3 separate regions of the Sus scrofa genome follow, and regions 1 and 3 are each linked to region 2. The links are chromatin contacts, called in public Hi-C and HiChIP or PLAC-seq maps. All regions are on one chromosome and are shown on one strand. Each heading gives the region's core, a stretch centred on a gene start, on an enhancer-like site or on the middle of the called end of the contact. The rest is flanking DNA. Distances are from core to core; before and after follow the strand shown. Region 1 holds the start of MARVELD1 (a long non-coding RNA gene). Region 2 holds the start of ARHGAP19 (a long non-coding RNA gene). Region 3 holds the start of PI4K2A (phosphatidylinositol 4-kinase type 2-alpha).

The links. Hi-C and Micro-C count contacts between places; a contact is called where the count stands out from the background. HiChIP or PLAC-seq counts read pairs in DNA pulled down with a chosen protein or histone mark.
Region 1: a contact with region 2 is called in an H3K27ac HiChIP or PLAC-seq map of alveolar macrophages. The contact joins the promoter of MARVELD1 here to the promoter of ARHGAP19 in region 2. A contact is called at or near these places in 2 of 2 datasets of contacts at active chromatin or transcription factors (alveolar macrophages and skeletal muscle).
Region 3: a Hi-C map of heart right ventricle shows a contact between it and region 2, with 2.5 times the contacts expected there. The contact joins the promoter of PI4K2A here to the promoter of ARHGAP19 in region 2. A contact is called at or near these places in 1 of 5 promoter capture datasets (liver), 1 of 47 Hi-C or Micro-C datasets (heart right ventricle) and 1 of 2 datasets of contacts at active chromatin or transcription factors (alveolar macrophages).

The regions. Positions count from the first base shown.
Region 1 is chr14:109,067,905-109,072,200 of Sscrofa11.1, forward strand. It overlaps MARVELD1 (a long non-coding RNA gene), which reads left to right and starts at 1,290. Exons shown (of 3, transcript XR_002338495.1): 1 at 1,290-3,557.
Region 2 is chr14:108,736,889-108,741,281 of Sscrofa11.1, forward strand. ARHGAP19 (a long non-coding RNA gene) reads right to left here and starts at 2,210. Exons shown (of 11, transcript XR_002338335.1): 1 at 1,905-2,210. It overlaps FRAT1 (proto-oncogene FRAT1), which reads left to right and starts at 2,351. Exons shown (of 1, transcript XM_021072328.1): 1 at 2,351-4,393. The coding sequence starts at 2,653. The coding sequence ends at 3,492.
Region 3 is chr14:109,006,463-109,010,450 of Sscrofa11.1, forward strand. It overlaps PI4K2A (phosphatidylinositol 4-kinase type 2-alpha), which reads left to right and starts at 1,681. Exons shown (of 9, transcript XM_001929034.6): 1 at 1,681-2,250. The coding sequence starts at 1,816.

The DNA of each region.
Region 1 (4,296 bases), core at 40-2,539, 330 kb after region 2:
AAAGGAAGTGGAAGAAACTGGAAGTCAGTGGGGGCCAGGTTGCAAAACACACCCAGAGAAGAAAGAAATAGTAGGGGAACCCGTGTATATACAACGAGGTCAGTGTTTCGGAAAGATGCCTCAGAGCCCAAGGGTTGGATTGGAAGGGGAGGGAAGAAACCAGTGGTTTTAACCTCTCTAGGTCTCGTTGTCCTCCCCCGTAAGATGAGGAAAATAATTGTATATATCTCCTGGGTTGTAGAGGCTTATATGAGAATTCCTGCCAAGCACAGTCATAATAATAATGTAAAGCATTTCTAGGCTCCATTATAGGCCGTTTTGCCTCGTAGTTAAGTTCATGGGCTTTGCTGTCTCTTAGACCTGGGCTTATGTCTTGGTCATGCTGGGAAGCCTTTTGTTTTCCTTCAGGCTGCACCTGTGGCATATGGAATTTTCTAGGCTAGGGGTGCAATTGGAGCTGCAGCTGCTGGCCTACATCCACAGCAGCTGGAATCTGAACCCCATCTGCGACCTACAACACAGCTCACTGCAAAGCCAGATCCTTAACCCACGGAGCGAGGCCAGGGATGGAACCCACATCCTCATGGATACTAGTCAGATTCATTACCATTGAGCCACAACAGGAACTCCGGGGAAGCCTAGTTTTAATATACTCCATGGCTAGGAAGTTCAGAAAAGAGGTTGGATTGATGGACAGGACTTTCCTTTGTGGTGAGGGAGGGGCAGTGGGGCCTCAAAAGGGAGATGGCCCTTTTCTCTGACAGAGGAGCTGGCATGGCTGAGTCAAAGTCTGAGCCCCGCTTCGGACAGAAGTTTGAGGCGGGCACTAGCAGGAGAGGATATTCCGAGTGTTCAGGTGAGAAGAGATGTGGGCTCAGGCAAGCACTGCTTTCCTCCAGCGCCCCGGCAGGGCCAGGAGGCACCAGTGAGCCCCAGGGCAGGAGACAGTGGGGAAAAAAAGGGCTTAAGGCTGGGGGGCCTCTCCTAGCTCCAGAAGACTGCTCTCCGCCCTGAGGCTGGACCGGAGCCAGGGAGGCAGAGCCGGCAGCGTGGGCAGATGTGGCGACCTTGGCCCAGTCGGACCGAGCGGAAGGCCCTCGGCCGTCTGGGGCTGCGGGTGCCCTCCGCCCTGCCCCGCGGAGGAAGGAATCCGAGATGGGAGTTTGGCGCCAACGGGAAAGGGGGGCACCAGGGTGGGGACGAGGCCCAAAGAGAGAAGGCAGGAAGCCGGGAGGAGCGAGTGGGGGTGGAGACGGAGGAGGGGAAGGGAGAGGGCGGGCAGGAGGAGTTGAGAGAGAGAGAGAGAGGAGAGCTGCGGGGAGGAAGGGTGGGGAGAAGGGCAGAGGAAGAGAGGAGGACTCGGAGGGGAGCGAGGAGGCCGGGCGGGCGCAGGGGCACGTCGGCCGGGCTGCCCCCGCGAGCCAGACGTCGCCATTCCGCTGCTCGGGGCGCCGCCGCCGCCGCCACCGCGCCCGGGGGCCATGCTTCCACCGCCCCCGCGCCAGCCGCCGCCCCAGGCGCGCACGGCCCGCGGCGCGGTGAGCCTGCAGCGGGCCTTCCTGCGCGGCCCGCTGGGCGTACTGCGGCTGCTGCAGCTGCTGGCCGGCGCCGCCTTCTGGATCACCATCGCCACGAGCAGGTACCAGGGCCCGGTGCATTTCGCGCTCTTCGTGTCGGTGCTCTTCTGGCTGCTGACCCTGGGCCTCTACTTCCTCACGCTGCTGGGCAAGCACGAGCTGGTGCCTGTGCTCGGCTCGCGCTGGCTGGTGGTCAACGTGGCGCACGACCTGCTGGCGGCCGCGCTCTACGGAGCCGCGACGGGCATCATGATCAGCCAGACGCAGAGCCACAGTTACTGCAACCTCAAGGATTACCAGATGTCCTGCGCCTACCACGCCTTCCTGGCGGCCGCGGTCTGCGGCGGCCTCTGCCTCGGCCTCTACCTGCTCTCGGCGCTCTATGGCTGCTGCCGCCACTACCAAGGCGAGCAGGAGGTGGCTTGAGGCCGCCGCGCCGCGGGGCGGTGGACCCGTCCTTCCCGCCGCCGCCGCCCCGCGCCCGTGCGCCCCGGCACCCTCCCCTCGCCCCTCATTCCCGCCGCCGCCCGCGTCCCAGCGCCCTGATCGCAGATCCCGCCCGACGGCAGCGCCGCCGCCCAGAATCCGTGTCAGCTACGCGGGATTTGTTGTCTCCCGGGACGGGGGCAGGGCTGCATCCGAGGGGCTGACGCACACACTCAGATGGGCCGCCCCGAGGCGAAGACTCGCGGTTCCTTTTCCCTTTCCCGGCCGAGAGCTAGACGTGGACAGAAGCCGCGTAGATCCGGGGGTGGCTCCCAAATTGGAACCAGTCTACTGGCGGCGCCACGGTCCCCTCCCTCCCGCCCCGCGTTCAGAAGAGCACCCCCTTGCTTTGGCCTCTCTTCCAACCTCGCGTGCTGAAAAAGTCAGGCATGCCGCCGCAGGCGGAGCGGGGGACGAGCCTCCACTGGTCCCGGGATGAGCGACGGGTGTGGTTTTAGCTTGGGCTCGTGCGGGCATCCTGCGCAGTCCTTCCAGGCCCATCCCTCTGTGCTTTGAGGTCTTGGGGTGAGGCCCGTCTGCAAAGGTGAGGATGGATAGGAAGGGCCTCGAGGGATGTATTCTTGCACCTTTGGAGGCTTCTTTCTCCTTTGCCTGTTCTGCCTTTGTCCTCGGGGTTCACGGAGGCCAGGTCCTAATGCCCACTGGCATTTCTGGCCTCATCTTCCCGGCCTTCCTCTCACAGGCTTCCGCTCCATCCCCACTTGCCAATATCTTTTTCCTTTAGGGATCTCACACCACCGTCTATGAATGTTAGGCGAGCCCCACCCCTTCTTTTTATAGATGGAGACTCAGAGATTGCTCTTGGGAGCTGCCAGAAAAAAAAGATTAGAAGCCCGTCTTTGGACTCCTAGTCTAGCACTGTTTACTTTAAAGCAGTGGCTGTTGCCAGGAATCCGGGTTTGGGAGCTACCCTCTAATAGAGATTTTCAAGGCCAAAAGGGTTTGTCAAGGTGCTTTCTCCTCCTCTGGGAGAGTCACAATGCTCATTAGCATAGCAAAGGCTCTGTGAAGTCCTGCTCTAAAAGAAGCCCAAGTAATTTAGTTTCCAGTGTTACTCACCTCTGGATCTGGACCAGGACCAGTTTTTCCCACTTTAAGGTTCCAAGCAGCTCTGTTTTGTCTGGGCTCTCCTTTGACACCAAGGGGCCCAACCCTTTGGCTGCGGTCTGTTTGAAGATGGGGGGCACTCCTTTTCCCCAGGGAGTTCCCTTAGCAGAGGGAGCCCCACAACCCCTCTGTGAAAGAGAAGATAGCTGCTCTCCAGACCAGTGAGAGCCTGGGAACTGTGGATTTGAACCTTTCTTTACATTATCTGGGAAATGAAGCCAAGTTCTCCAGATGGTGTTCCAGTCAAAAGGAACATCACCTGTAAGAGATGCTAGCATTGACCATGAGCAGCTGGCAGGAGTGAGTCACATCAAAGAGAGAAGAAAACTCTGGATCTGGAGTGAACAGCTGGCCCAGCCTGATAAGGTAAGATGCACCTTGGCTTTCTAGAGGGATCATTGCCCTTTGACTTAAACAAACAAAAAACAACAACCAAAAAAACCAGGAGTTCCCATCATGGCACAGGGAAACGAATCTAACGTGGAACCATGAGGTTGGGGGTTCGATCCCCGGCCTCGCTCAGCAGGTTAAGGATCTGGTGTTGCCATGAGCTGTGGCGTAGGTTGCAGACGCGGCTCGGATCCCGTGTTGCTGTGGCTGTGGCTGTGGCTTAGGCTGGCAGCTGTAGCTCCGATTTCACCCCTAGCCTGGGAACCTCCACATGCCACGGGTTCGGCTCTAAAAAGCAAAAGCAAAAAAAAAAAAAAAAAAAAAAAAAAATTGGGGGGACTTCCTGTCGTGGCTCAGTGCAAATGAACCCAACTAGTATCCATGGGGATGCAAGTTCGATCCCTGGCCTCGCTCAGTGGTTTAATGATCTGAGGTTGCCATGAGCTCTGGCGTAGGTTGAAGACGCGGCTCAGATCCCGTGTGGCTGTGGCTGTGGCTGTGACCGGCAGCTGTAGCTCTGATGTGACCCCTAGCTTGGCAACCTCCCTATGACTCCATTCGGCCCTAAAAAGAAAAACAAAAAACAAAACAAAACAAAAACAGAGGCCCCTCCTTTTCTAACAGTTAAAGCGATTATATTCAGAGAGCAAGTTGGGGGTGGGGGGGGACAGTAATAACCACAATGTCCAAAGAGACAATTCAACGTTTTTGCTAA
Region 2 (4,393 bases), core at 960-3,459:
CCTCACTCAGTTGGTTAAGGATCCGGTGCTGCTGTGAGCTGCTGTGAAGGTCACAGACACAGTTGGGATCTAGCGTTGCTGTGGCTGTGGCATAGGCCACAGGCTGCTGCTCCAATTAGACCCCTAGCCTGGGAACCTCCATATGCTGTAAGTTTGGCCCTAAACAGCAAAATATAAAATAAAATAAAATAAAATAAAATAAAATAAAATAAAATAAAATAAAATAAAATAAAATAAAATAACAAAGCCTCAACAAACCAGGCAAAGAAGGGAATATCCCAAATCTGAGAAATGTCATCTGTGAAAACCCAGAGCAAACATCATATTTAATAATGAAAAACTAATTGCTTTTATTCAAGATCAGGGAAAAGATGAAGTTCCCATAGTGGCAGAGTGGTTAAAGAATCTGACTAGGAACCATGAGGTTGCAGGTTTGATTCCTGGCCCTGCTCAGTGGGTTAAGGACCAGGTGTTGCTATGAGCTGTGGTGTAGGTCACAGGCGTGGCTCGGATCCCGTGTTGCTGTGGCTCTGGCGTAGGCCGGCGGCTACAGCTCCAATTAGACCCTTAGCCTAGGAAGCTCCATATGCTGCGGGTACGGCCCTAGAAAAGGCAAAAAGACAACAACAACAAAACAAACAAACAAACAAAAAGATCAGGAAAAAGACAAGAATGTCTGCCCTCACCACTGCTATTCGGTGTTGTTCTAGAGGCTTTAACCAGAGCAATTAGAATAAAATAAGACATCCATTTTAACAATTTCCCGCTATCCCATCCTTCTCTAAAAGCTTGCTCATATATCAGCTTGGAACTGATCAACAAGACCCTTATTTCTATTTATCTGGATCTCTAGGCTCCAGTCTCTTACTAAATCATGTTACTCTCCTGCTCCATATTTTTTTTTATTTTTTTATTTTTAAGGCCACACCTGGGCTTATGGAAGTTCTCAAGCTAGGGGGCCTAGGGGTTGAATAGGAGCTGCAGCTGCTGGCCTACACCACAGTCACAGCAACTTGGATCCCAGTGGCACCTACTGCCTACAAAGCAGCCTGCAGCAAGACAGGATTCTTAACCCACTGAGTGAGGCAGGGATCAAACCCACATCCTCAAGGATATTAGTCAGGTTCTTAACCTGCTGAACCACAAGGAGAACTCTTCCTGCTCCATATTTTAAAGTAGCTCTCTACTGCCTGGTTTCTGTGTTTGTGTGTGCAGTGTTTTCTGGCTAATAGTTTTGCTCTGTTGTTTTTTTGGCCACAATTGGCAATAGGCATGCGTAAATTCCCTGGCTAAGTTCCCAGGAGCCAGGGATCTAACTGGTTCCACAGCAGTGACCCAAGTGGCTTCAGTGACGAGGCTGGATCCTTACCCCACTGCACTACAAGGGAATTCCTGTGGCTAACTGTTAAAACAGCTTTATTAACATATAACTTACATCATAAAATTCCCTCATTTTAATTTTTAATAAATTTACCAAGTTGTGCAACCATCACAGTTTTAGAATATTTCCATCACCTTGACACTATCCCTCTCCTGTAAAAGGCTGGTCCACCAATGGTCTACATGTAAGTGTAATGTGCAAGTTAGGCTTGAGGGACTTGGGATTTTGCATAAACCTCCAGGCAATACGACGGTAAAGGATCATTTTCCACCCCTCTTTCTTTTAAAAAATGAAATCTTGGTTACTCATTAAGCCAACCACGGTACCTTGAAGGGTTACGGTGGCCGTAACCTCTATTTCCATCCAAAGAACTGACCGTTTCCTCTCCTACTCCCCCTCAGAAAGGAGACTCCCCTACTGGGCTGAGGCATTCTTCTTAAAAGAACTTTCTAGCCCACAGCTTCTCCCAAGACGAGCAACCTCCTCTTCAGTAATGACAGCTCCAGTTCAGGTCCCCACATACCCATGCTCCCGATGGAAAAAGCATGAATCACGGGGCTTTCTCTGCCAATTCCCAATCCGCCACCGCCATCGTATCACAGGGTCCTTCGACCTCTCCGTCAGCCTCTTTTCCCTCATCTCCAGACAGATCTCTAACCTGACGCCTCTCCTGGCCACCACTCGCCTCACTTGCCTCGCCATCACTTCCCAAACGCTGGCATCTCGGACCTCAAAGGCGCAAATGCCAAAACTGGAAGAGTCGACGAGCCTAGAGAAGTGTGTAGGTGTGTGGGTGTAAGTGTATGTGCTAGTGCTAGTGTGTGTGGAAGAAACCAACGGAGTCCACGCTGGTGTCCATCTTCTGGCAATGCCAATCACGTCCGGTTAAGAGAGCGAAGACCTGCTCCCCAGTGCCCGCCGCAGGCAGAATTCAGGGCTGTGGAGCTCAGGGGTACCAAGGCTTCCCCTGTGCCCCTGCCCAGTGGGCGCTCCGCCCCCAACTGGCACGGCGCACCCCCGCAGCTGCTCGGTGGTAGAGCCCGGCGGCTACGTCACCCATTGTTTACAAATCAACCGGAGCCGGTAGGATTCCGGCTCCCGCGGCTGCAGGCGCGCGGCGAGAGTACCCAGCGGGCTCCAGCTTCAGCGTCTTCCCCAGCCCCGGCTCCGATCGCAGCACTGCTCCCCTCGCTGCCGCGGCCCACCGAACCCTACTGGCAGTCGAATCCCCAGCGACGCCGGCAGAGCTCCGGGTGCCCGCGCGGGGGACCATGCCGTGCCGGAGAGAGGAGGAAGAGGAAGCCGGCGAGGAAGAGGAGGAGGAGGAGGAGGAGGAGGACAGCGTCCTCCTACTGGAACAGTCGGTGACGCTGGGCGGCTCGGGCGAGGTGGACCGGCTGGTGGCCCAGATCGGCGAGACGCTGCAGCTGGACGCCGCACAGGACCGCCCTGCCTCCCCGGGCGCTCCCCCGGGACCGCCGCTGCAGCCCCCGCGGCCCCTGGCAGCCGTGAGAGCGGAGAAGGCCCTGGCCACAGCTCTGCCGCCGCTTCTGCCGCCCGGGTCGGCGGAGGCTGGGGGCCCGGCGCCCCCGGGGGCCCTGCGCTGCCCCCTCGGGGATCGCGGCCGCGTGCGGGGCCGGACTGCTCCCTACTTTGTGGCCGAGCTTGCCACAGGCCCCAGCGCTCTGTCCCCATTGCCCACTCAGCTTAGCCTTGATGGACCCTCAGGAGCGGTCAAGCGGGGTGCCCCGCAGCCGCTGTCGGGCCCACGCCGGCGAGGATGGCTGCGGGGTGCCGCCGCCTCCCGCCGCCTGCAGCAGCGACGTGGGCCCCAGCCTCAAGCTCGCACCGGCGATGATGACCCGCACCGGCTTCTGCAGCAGCTCGTACTCTCGGGGAATCTCATCAAGGAGGCGGTGCGGAGGCTTCATTCGCGACGGCTGCAGTTACACGCAAAGCTTCCCCAACGCCCGCTCCTTGGCCCTCTGTCGGCCCCGGTGCATGAGCCCCCTTCGCCCCGCAGCCCTCGCGCGGCCTGCAGCGACCCTGGCGCGTCCGGGAGGAGGACACAGCTCAGAACTGGCGACGGCGTTCTAGTCCCCGGCAGCTAACAGCCCGGGTGTGGCCTCAGCGCCAGCCTTTGCCTGGAGGGCAAGGGGTTCCCCTGAGGGCTGCATCCCTACTCTGACTGGCGAACTCGCGCTTTTGAAAGCGGGGAGATAACTCGTGAAGACGAGGAATCGAAAAATAGCGAATATTTTCGCGGGGAACTGAGGTCGAAGGGCCAGATATGGTTGAAAAGTAGGATTTAGTTGGTCCAACTTAAGGCAATTTACAGAGCCCACTCCAAGCTCACAGTCAATAGGACTCCTTATATGGCGTGACCAGTCCTGGTGGCACGGCGTGCAGTTCCACGCAGCCTCTCGGGGTCCTCTGGCCCAGCGACCATGTCGCCACAGCCCACGATTCTCAGGGTCGCCGAGCACCTGAACGAAGGGGGATGACCTCAGTTCCTTGATTTACCTTTCTAGGGCTGGTTCCTGATCCACTTTGGGGAAGGGGAACACGAGTAGATAATTTCAGAGTACCTCAAACTGCCAGACTTGAACATTTACGACACTTAAAACTCATCTCGTGTGTTTTGGGGTGCTGGTTCCTAATCTAAAACACGCGGCACCGGGAAAAGGACCCTTTCGGAAATTGAATAGGAGTAACCTTTTCTCCGCCCCCACTTAGCAGCGGCAGCGGTTCTCAGAGCGGTGGGGAAAGGGGGTTGCGTCCGGGATGCTGAGGTGAAGTGGGGGCGAGCGGTGCTGGGGAAAAGGGAGGGCGAGGCGCGGAGTGAACCCTCAGTCCTCTCAAAAGTGTATTTTCGCAGCCCGACCGCCCCTCCTTGGGTTCAAGGTCACTGTTTCCTGGGCGCACGTGAGATTGCGGGGCTCCAGCAGGGCAGAGAGTTGCCTGGTTCCGCCTGTACTCGGGGTAGAGCGCGGTGTTTTGCAAGTGCTGAAG
Region 3 (3,988 bases), core at 431-2,930, 270 kb after region 2:
TGTGCTCTGAGAAAACTCACAGCCCTTAGTTAGATATTTCCAGGAGAAATTTTAGGAACCTGTTTTTTGCATCTTCCCATACTTAGAAAAGCACTAAAACTGTTAACTAGGTATCTGTTGCTTGTGAATAGCAATAACCTTCTACCAAGATGTATGCTTGATTGTAGTACCTATTCCTCAAAATCACATATATACTGACCTCCCCTCACCTCTTCAGGACAGTTCTCAGACCTCTCTGAGAGACTGTCCCCCACGTTATAATCCTCAGGTTTGTTTTGAATAAAATATTCCATTTCTTTCTTAGATTGAATACTGACTAATTTTTCATGGGTAACTGTGCCCTCCAGTGACCTAATTACATTCCTCCTTTAAGACAACTCACAGCACACGCTGAACTTGAGGCCCTCGCTGACTCTCCAACCAACCTCCAAGTCACTGAACTTTTAATATGGAGTTTCCAGCTCTCAATATCGGCTCTTTTTCTTCTAGGCCTCAGAGAGCTGTGTGTCTTCAGCTTGTGGGCAGGGACTACATGGTCCTCTTTTCCACTAACAAAAATGTACTGAGCACCCACTGTACATTTAGACACTGAGGTTTTACAGTGATGAAAAAAAGGTCATGGACTCTTTTTTTTTTTCTTTTTGCCTTTTCTAGGGCCGCTCCTGCAGCATATGGAGGTTCCCAGTCTAGGGGTCTAATTGGAGCTGTAGCCACCGGCCTACGCCAGAGCCACAGCAATGAGGGATCCGAGCCGCGTCTTCGACCTACACCACACCTCATGACAATGCCAGATCCTTAACCCACTGAGCAAGGCCAGGGATCGAACCTGCAACCTCATGGTTCCTAGTCGAATTCATTAACCACTGCGCCACGACAGGAACTCCTGGAATTTTTTAGTCTCATGGGACCATACCTTTCTTCAATTAACAAATATGCTCTAGGAGTTCCCACGGTGGCTCAGCGGTCAACGAACCCGACTAGCATTCATGAGGACGCGCGGGTTCGATATCTGGCCTCCATCAGTGGGTTAAGAATCCCGCGCTGTGGTGAGCTGTGGTGTAGGTCGCAGACGCTGCTCGGATCTGGCGTTTCTGCGGCTATGGCGTAGGCCATCGGCTACAGCTCCGATTGGATCCCTAGCCTGGGAACCTCCATATGCTGCGGGGGCAGCCTTCAAAGTACAAAAAGGAAAAAAACCAAAAAAATATGCTCTAAGCATTGGGTCAGGCAGTGTGTAAGCTACATGAAGACTAGAGTTAAAAAAAAAAAAAAAACTTTTTATTTAGGTAGAAATTTTTGTTTCTTTGCTTCTCTTCTGTCTCTCCAGCAAACAGGAGGTGCTCAATACATATTTAATGAATGAGTGCACGATGCAACGACTCCAGATCAAGAGTTCTCCAGTCTCTCAGCTCGTTCATAATAGGCACTCAAGTAGACTGACTGATGAGGTAGGCGGCTTTATTGAAGGTTCCCAAACAGGCGCAGGCAATCGGAAGTTAAGTGCAGAGTAGGATCGAAAAAGCAGAGGGCGTGTCTGACCCGCCGCTGACTCTTGGAGCATGCGCAATCTTCACAGAAGGTGACGGGCGAAAACTGCGGAGGCCGCGATTGCGTAGGCGCTGGTTCTGATTGGTTGCTGTTTGCGCGCGAGGGGTCGTGCCTACTCGTCGCCAAGTAAACAGGGAGGGTGGGGGCGGGGCCAAGAAGCACCGTAATCTGGTTGGCCAGGCGCGGGTTGGGGGGTGTCGCGGATTGGTCCGGGCCGGAGCTCAGCTGTGTGGAGCGCACCGGGTCCCGGAGCCCGCGGCCTGAGGGATGGACGAGACGAGCCCACTAGTGTCCCCCGAGCGGGCCCAACCTCCGGACTACACCTTCCCGTCCAGCTCGGGCGCTCACTTTCCGCAGGTGCCGGGGGGCGCGGTCCGCGTGGCGTCGGCGGCCGGCCCAGCCCCCTCTCCGCCGGGCTCACCAGGCCACGACCGGGAAAGACAGCCACTGCTGGATCGGGCCCGGGGCGCGGCGGCCCAGTGTCAAACCCAAACCGTGGCGGCACAGGCCCAAGCCCTGGCCGCCCAGGCCGCGGCGGCGGCTCATGCCGCGCAGGCCCACCGCGAGCGGAACGAGTTCCCGGAGGACCCCGAGTTCGAGGCGGTGGTGCGGCAGGCCGAGCTAGCCATAGAACGCTGCATCTTCCCCGAGCGCATCTACCAGGGCTCCAGCGGAAGCTACTTCGTCAAAGACCCTCAGGGGGTGAGAGCGGGCTGGGGACCGAGGCCGCGGGCTTCGGGGAGGGTGGGCCTGCCGGGCGAGTTTGAGGCTTCGCACAGCCATAGGGAGAAGGGGGGCTGAAAGGCTGCAAAAGGGATAAACTTCATAGTGCCGAGCCTCTTGGCAGGATTTTGGAGTGCCATTGAGGACTGGAGATGGAGAAGCTCTGCGGAATGAAGAAATAAATCAGAACTTATTTGGTAGGGGAGGAGGGAGCGGAAAATGAAAAGAGGAAATTGACCAGATACAGGCGAAGGGCCCGGCAGTGTGGTGGGGCAATCGGCCTCTGGACAGAAACGCGGGGAAATGCTGCTTTCTACTAGGTTCCTGAGCTTTAAACTATAGAGACTGCTATTTGTCCACTGACTTAACAAATTTAAGCCCGTTCTCTCTTTATGGACAGAACCAGTGTTGTCGCTGTGCATTGAGGAGAATGGGTGACCCATAAGGGGCTCTGAGGGTTCTTTTCCATCTTTCTGTGCTGTGGAGATGTCTCCTGCTACCGTCCCAGGTCTCTTATTGGCAGACGTTGGTGATAGAGTGGGTGGATTCACCAGTTTCATATGTACTGATCATTGCTCACTTCTGTGAAATTGTTCAAATCCTCTTTTATGGTTCCTCAGTTTAGAATGTGAAGTTTGAGAAACATGGGACTATCAACTACCTTTTAACCTTCACTTTTTACCTAGGACACTCAGAAGTTTGCTTTTTTCAGGAAGGCGAAGTGTTTGGCTGACCTCTGTTTTATCACTGGCATGTATTTAAAGGAGGTTGGGGATGGGAAGGAATGGGGCATGAAGCGATCAGGGCAGCTGACAAGTGACTTTTATACTTTTGATAATTGCAGAAGAATTTAAGGCATTTAGATCAAACTAGAGGTATCTTTGGAATATCAGTGAGTCAAAAAAATATCAAGTCTTCCCTGTTAAAGTTCTCGGCTGGACCAGTATGGTTTATTGGAAAAATATATTATTGTTATAGTTATTAGAAGGGTGGGTATCAGAGCTCTCTTAAATTTCCCCTGTGTGTCAGATGGGTGGTGCTGAGTGGCCAGGATGGATGGTCACTTTGCAGCTCTTGGTTAGGTTCATTGAAGGGTCCGATTATTCTCCCAGATGTTGCCCCTGAATTACCATCAAGAACCAGAGAGCAAATCTGCTCTCAACTCAATTAACATAAACTGAGATGGGGGAAAGCTTTGAGAGTAAAATCTTTCCAAGTCCCTTAAATGAGAGAGCAGTGAGTTAAATTGAAAGCTCAAAGGGGAACTGTCACTTCTAGAAAGAAAGAAAGGTGGGTGTCCTGAGGTGTTTTTTGTTTTGTTTTCTTTTGATTTGGGGTTTGTTTTTTTTTTGTTTTGTTTTTTTGGCTGCACCCCCAGCAGCATGAGGAAGTTCCTGGGCCAGGGATTGAACCTGAGCTACACCAGATCCTTAACTCCTTGCCCTGAAGTTTAATGCAAGATGTTTTTGTCTTTTTAATTTGGTAACCAGAATGAGATCTAAGATATGAGTGGTTTTTATTTTATTTTGTTGTTGTTAGCTTGTTGGCTGATGTAAGAAGGGACTGAGATTGTTAGGTACAGAAGTAGGAGGAAGGTTTTCATTTTTCTGTTGTGACACTGTTACAGCGCCACTGGAAAGTGGGTCAGGTGAGCTAAGAAGTGATCTGGTGCTCTGACATGTGGGTGTAACGTGATCTCTCAATTCTATCTGGCAGG